Linked DNA regions of Mus musculus: region 1 is linked to region 2. Evidence: chromatin contacts called from public promoter capture Hi-C data. All regions are on one chromosome and are shown on one strand. Each heading gives the region's core, a stretch centred on a gene start, on an enhancer-like site or on the middle of the called end of the contact. The rest is flanking DNA. Distances are from core to core; before and after follow the strand shown.

Evidence for each region. Promoter capture Hi-C pulls out the DNA fragments that hold promoters and counts their contacts.
Region 1: a contact with region 2 is called in a promoter capture Hi-C map of hippocampal neurons, with 28 times the contacts expected there. The contact joins the promoter of Slitrk1 here to the enhancer-like site in region 2. A contact is called at or near these places in 3 of 39 promoter capture datasets (cranial neural crest, hippocampal neurons and second pharyngeal arch cranial neural crest), 6 of 484 Hi-C or Micro-C datasets (cerebellar granule neurons, cerebral cortex, cortical neurons and 2 more) and 8 of 115 datasets of contacts at active chromatin or transcription factors (VIP interneurons, astrocytes, embryonic basal ganglia and 5 more).

What each region holds. Positions count from the first base shown.
Region 1 is chr14:108,912,058-108,915,499 of GRCm38.p6, reverse strand. Slitrk1 (SLIT and NTRK-like family, member 1) reads left to right here and starts at 1,261. Exons shown (of 1, transcript NM_199065.2): 1 at 1,261-3,442. The coding sequence starts at 2,223.
Region 2 is chr14:106,606,988-106,610,079 of GRCm38.p6, reverse strand. No RefSeq gene overlaps it. Among named protein-coding and RNA genes, the nearest start is that of Gm41241, 49 kb to the right of the region's middle. Within about 2 kb of position 1,514, at least 5 of the 459 cell types and tissues checked have an H3K27ac peak or open chromatin away from gene starts, as enhancers often do. A contact at or near this core is called in hippocampal neurons, where this site is marked.

The DNA of each region.
Region 1 (3,442 bases), core at 12-2,511, 2.3 Mb before region 2:
AAAGAAAAAGGGGAGAAAAGATGCTTAATATGATTTGTAATTTTTTAAATGGAAAAAAAAAATGTCACCTCTGTTAAAAGTCTGTGAAACTGAAACCATGAAAAAACTGAATCTTAAAGAAAAATGAAGGCATTGCATTTTTTGAGTTTTTGGTCTGGGTAACTTGAACATTCTCTCCTTAAAAAAATCTCAGAGCATTTCTCTCCCTAGCCTCTTGGACCCTGAGTGAGCTGGAGAGGGGATACAGCTACCCAGACTTACAGACCAGGATTTCTACTCTTTCCTCTCAAAATGCAATTTGTTACTTACTTGTATGTATTTTAAATTCCTCAAATCTGGTATGGAAACATTGTCAGGTGTGTGTGTGTGTGTGTGTGTGTGTGTGTGTGTGTGTGCGAGCGCGCGCCTCTGTGTGTGTGTGACACTATGCATGTGTGGTGGCTTAGTACCTGTTTACCAAACTGTTTTTAAAAGCCTCCAAAATTTTGCCTCATCCCCTTCCCTCATTTTCAGAATGTCATGGTAAGATTTCTAGTCTGAAATCAAAGAATTTAAGCATGCATTGTGTTTTCGTCCTGCAGTCTTAAATAACATTGAAGAAATGCCATCAGAAAAACTCAACTCTATCACCAAATTGACTGAAATTTTATAACAACTTTAAAATGGAAAAGTATATACCTCAGTTGTATACCTGGAAATAAATATTCTCTACCAAATTGTGATATTATGTAATATATGTAATATATATATATATATATATATATATATATATATATATATATATATATATATGTATATATTTTTTCCAGACTAGCCACTTTCTGGGTGCAAAAATAAAGTAGAGGTTCCAAAGGCATCAAACGATATAAAACGCTGTACCGCAGAGAAGGCAGAAACACGTTTAAAGCACCGATGAAAATGGCGTGCAATATAATTACCTCAAATTGCCGTTCGCTTGACACCCTGACACTAATTTTATTCAAGCCATTGGGAAATAAATGTTTTAAAAGCCATACTTTCGGAACGCTAGAGCTCGCGGGGGCTGTGAGGTCTTTAAGGAAAGGAAAGGGTAAAGTTTCTAGCACGCAAAAAACATTAAATAATCAATTTAAAATAAGCTTCTATGTAGATCGACAGCCTTTAATACCCACGTTTTCAACGCTTGCCCTAAACGTGGATTTTTTTTTTTTCTTTCTTTCTTTCTTTCAGCATTCCCTCACCAGATGGATTTTTGCTACTGCAGATCAGCAGAGGGTGTCAGATCTTTCAGAGTGCACCAGGCTGGAACCAGCAGAGCTTCTTAGCAACTCCCCCCCTCCTCCCCTTTCTCGCGCTCTCTTCCTCCCTCAGACAACTCGCTCCCCCTCTCTCCTCCCCCCTCACGTAATTCCGAAAGAGCAGAAGAAAGAGAAGGAGAACAAGCAAAGAAGAGCTAGTAAGCGCCGGCCGGAGCACAGAAAAAAAGGGCTGAAGACGACCAAAGGGGAGCAAAGGAACAGGATGGACATCCACAAAACGCAGTGATTGCGGAAATTTTCCAGCGCCATTGGCTGGGCAGTGAGTCTTTTGGGCGGGCGTGATTTCAGCACCGGGGGCACTGGACAGCACCTCGGGGGTACTTCTGGGCAACCCGCAACCGAGACAAGAACTCCACCAGCTGCCTGGACCACTGAAGCCGCCGAAAGCCCTGCTTTGTATCCGAGAGGCAAGGTCAGTCCGACGCACAGCCATCACAGGCAGTGCGCCTGTACTACGCTGCAAACCTGCTTGTTTCTAACATGCACTTGCTTCTAATTGCTAGCATTGTTCCCTTGCTGGTTAGTGAGAACCTCTAAACATGATTCTGTAAGGGTGCGTTTCCTTTTAATTGTACAGGTATATATTTAACTTATTTTGGTTATTTTTAAAGGGTTGAGGGGGAGTAGTTTGCTTTCTCTCTCTCTCTCTCTCTTTCCTCTACTTTCCACCCCCCTCTCTTTTCTGCTTGCCTTGCACTATGTGCCTGGATAGTTTGTGGATATAATTATTGACTGGCGTCTGGGCTATTGCAGTACGGGGGGGTTAGGGAGGAAGGAATCCACCCCCACCCCCCCAAACCCTTCTTTTCTCTTTCTCTGGGATCGGACATTGGAGCACTAAATGAACTTGAATTGTGTCTGTGGCGAGCAGGATGGTTGCTGTTACTTTGTGATGAGATCTGGGATGAATTGCTCGCTTTAAAAATGCTGCTTTGGATTCTGTTGCTGGAGACGTCTCTTTGTTTTGCCGCTGGAAACGTTACAGGGGACGTTTGTAAAGAGAAGATCTGTTCTTGCAATGAGATAGAAGGGGACTTACACGTAGACTGTGAAAAAAAGGGCTTCACAAGTCTGCAGCGCTTCACCGCCCCGACTTCCCAGTTTTACCATTTATTTCTGCATGGCAATTCCCTCACTCGACTTTTCCCTAATGAGTTCGCTAACTTTTATAATGCGGTTAGTTTGCATATGGAAAACAATGGCTTGCATGAGATCGTTCCGGGGGCATTTCTGGGGCTGCAGCTGGTGAAACGGCTGCACATCAACAACAACAAGATCAAGTCTTTTCGAAAGCAGACTTTTTTGGGGCTGGACGATCTGGAATACCTCCAGGCTGATTTTAATTTATTACGGGATATAGACCCGGGGGCCTTCCAGGACTTGAACAAGTTGGAAGTCCTCATTTTAAACGACAATCTCATCAGCACCCTACCTGCTAATGTATTCCAGTATGTGCCCATCACCCACCTCGACCTCCGTGGAAACAGGCTGAAAACACTGCCCTATGAGGAGGTCTTGGAGCAGATCCCTGGCATTGCCGAGATCCTGCTAGAGGATAACCCTTGGGACTGCACCTGTGATCTGCTCTCCCTGAAGGAATGGCTAGAGAACATTCCCAAAAACGCCCTAATCGGTCGAGTGGTCTGCGAAGCCCCCACCAGGCTCCAGGGTAAAGACCTCAATGAAACCACGGAACAGGACCTGTGTCCTTTAAAAAACAGAGTGGATTCTAGTCTCCCGGCTCCCCCTGCCCAGGAAGAAACCTTCGCTCCTGGCCCCCTGCCAACTCCTTTCAAGACAAATGGGCAGGATGAGCATGCTACCCCAGGGGCTGTTCCAAATGGAGGTACAAAGATCCCGGGCAACTGGCAGCTCAAAATCAAACCCACGCCACCGATAGCAACTGGGAGCGCCAGAAACAAACCCCCAGTGCATGGCTTGCCCTGCCCCGGGGGCTGCAGCTGTGACCACATCCCAGGCTCAGGCTTAAAGATGAACTGTAACAACCGGAACGTGAGCAGCTTGGCTGATTTGAAGCCTAAGCTTTCCAACGTGCAGGAGCTTTTCCTTCGAGATAACAAGATCCATAGCATCCGAAAATCACACTTTGTGGATTACAAGAACCTCATTCTGTTGGATCTGGG
Region 2 (3,092 bases), core at 265-2,764:
TGTCAAACCCACATTAAATATGTCACTTCTCATTTTAGGCCAATCACGGTGCATATAGAATGTTAAATTACTTAGCCATAAGGGTCAGCCTCCATGCAGCGATAGAGTAATGAAGGAATAGGATTCAAAGATTATTGTTCTTGCTGTTGAAGTGCACTGAGGAGACATAGTAACCATTTAATTTCCTATCAGGCTACATATACCAAATGTATCAAATGATAATTGTGTGATTGGAATAGTTTCTATGGAAACTCTGAAATCATTGGCATTGCTTACATGTGATAAGTAAAGTAGCATGTTAAAGAAATAGCCTTCTTTGAAATGTATATCTTCTCTCAAAAATATTCTTTCATTATTATTGATTCTTTGAGAATTCTGTACAACATTTTTTGATCATCTTTACTCAGAGTCTTCTTTACATACCGAATTTTGTATCTTTTTTTTTCCAGTACATTATTTGCACGATTGTTTTGTCATCCATATATTCTTGGAAAACATTTGAAAAGAAAGACATAGTTTTGAACTCACAGCAAATCCATGGAAGCTTGCTTTCATTTATGGAAAAACAGAACAATTCCTTCTTATAATGAGTTATTTTTATATAAGTTTGGCAGCGTAATTATTAAAGTAGAAAAAAAAGATACAAGAACACGACCAATAATTAATGAATTTCTTTTATACATCAAGCTCTTCAAATATGCTGTCAGTGCCAACCAAGGGCTCCAAAAAGCTGAGATGTTCACTTTCTTAATGATGAAACGGAAAAAAATCATAAGAATTACTGTATTTTATTATATTTCAGATTAATAATGACACACATTGTACGGTACACAGCTACTCGACTCCAAGACAAACAGAAAATGCTGCCAAATACAACAGGAAGACTGATTAAAAATATTAGCCTGGTAAGGAGGGCGGTGGGGAAAAGTGGTTCCTAGAATGATTTCTGGTTAGAAAAGCACCAGCTTCGGGCAAAACACCTGGACGGTTGCAGCTCTTTCCTGGTCTCTGACTCCAAACTCCACATTCCCTCCCCTGCACCTCACAAACTCAAATATCTTCACAAAACAAAACACATTTTCTCCTTCTTCTTTATTTCTGATGGTATTGCTGAGTCTTTGTAACCTTCATGAGAAGAAATCAAAGTGCATGGCACTGTATTAATCAGAAAAATGGATTGTGCCTGCCTCTTCCTGTCAATCACTTGATAAGGAAAAACAAATAGCAGAGATTAAATCACAGGCTGCTAGCAGGCTTTGTACTTGGAATAAATACATTTCAGCTTTCACAAAAAGTCCATTATGCACTGTTGGCTTTGATTAGCAGGGGGCATTTCGTAAAGCATGGCAGAGAGCTACAGCCAGTTGAAGAGGGAAGAAACTGCAAGTGTTTTCTTACTATTTAGTTAAACAGATGATTCACCCCAGTTAAAGGAAACAGCAAAGACTGTGACAATTACAAATGTCCTTGGAAAAGGGATGAATTTATCTGCCTGTAGAGGAGACGTCGCTTGAAAAGGCAGCGTCTGCGGCAAACAGAACACCAGCCGAGCGTGACTATAAAGAACAATCCATATTTGCTCTCACACTGGAGAGACCCACAATTGCAACCTGATTATAACCTCACCTGGGAAATCTGAAATCACCACCTGTTTTCTTTGGATGCTTGTGTGACACACTCCAGTGGCTTTCTACAGAATTTAGAGCCTTCTTTTACTCCAGTGGATACTCTTGGAGCTTTGCTCAATTCAATTTATTCTCATTAGGCAACAGATTCGCCAGAATTGTTTTAGCTGTTCAGTTCATGGTGCTTTCATATTCCCATTTTTTCTCTAGCTGTAGACTATGTCCATGGCATCCTTTCATGCAGGGGATCCACACGTTTGCAGTTTATTAAGAGAGGAAAACTGTCGAACATAGCAACAGTTATTTACTATATGTAGTCAGTTGTATTAAGAACACTGAGAGACAGAGCCACCGAAGGATAAGCAGTCATCATCAAAAAACCGTGATGTCTTTTTGATCAGCTCTTCTCTCTTCAATTCCAATTCCGTCACTAGAATCCCTATTCTTTCTTTCTGTTTGACTATTGTAAAAAACATAACAAGTTTTGAAATGAATGATACTGGTGGACAAACCATACAAAGTAGGTTTATGATTCTTATCATACTTATTATAATCTCTATAATCTTTAGTATTTGATCTCTGGGAATTATATTTATCCATACATGCTGCCTAAGAATTATAATGTGAACTGCAGTGCTGTCTTCTGTGAGACATAAGATCTACCAGACATTCCTCACTGCGATTGTCTGACCAAATAACCAAAATGAATAAATGAACAAACAAGACCTCAGCAACTCCCAAGTACAATGCAAAGTCGGCTAAGTGTTTGGAAGGTGGTTCAGCAGTTTGCAACATTAATAGTTATACCGAATAGGTTGGCTCTGCTTTTAACAAGCCTGTGTACATTCACCAACTTGCTGTTTCAATTAAAGTGCTTTATAAAATTAATTTTAATGTGATGCTTGAACTGTATAACTATAAAAACAGAGACAACAGTAGCAATATCCTAAAAGTGTAACTTTTGATCCAGCGTATGCAAAGTCGCCTCAAAGTATTATTCAAAGTTGTTGCAATCAGGTTTATCTAATCAGTTTAATCTTTCAATGAATAAAGATCCGTTGTAGTTAAGCAAATTCTTTGTAATCTCCTATTATTGAGGAATTTTGGATATAATATGATTATTGTTCAATGACCTAGGGAAAAGTTTAACTTTAGTTTTTGCTAATCACTACTGCCATCTACTGGTTCATTTTGTCACAACACTGTTATGGGTCAAGGTTGGACATGTTTGCCAGGCAAAATCCATTAGTTAAGGTAAGGAATAGCTCAAATTACGTAGCTTAAATAGCAAGGATTAACACTGCGAGGTTTGATGAGTCAGACTTGTATGTTACTGTATCTATTAAAATTATCAGAGTAAGGAGAGATGTTTGAACAAGGCACAAATCATTCTAGGGCTTTTATGCAATGATGCATGTGCGATACATTTGTAGTCTGAACATCTAATTTATGACCTGACTGTTTGAT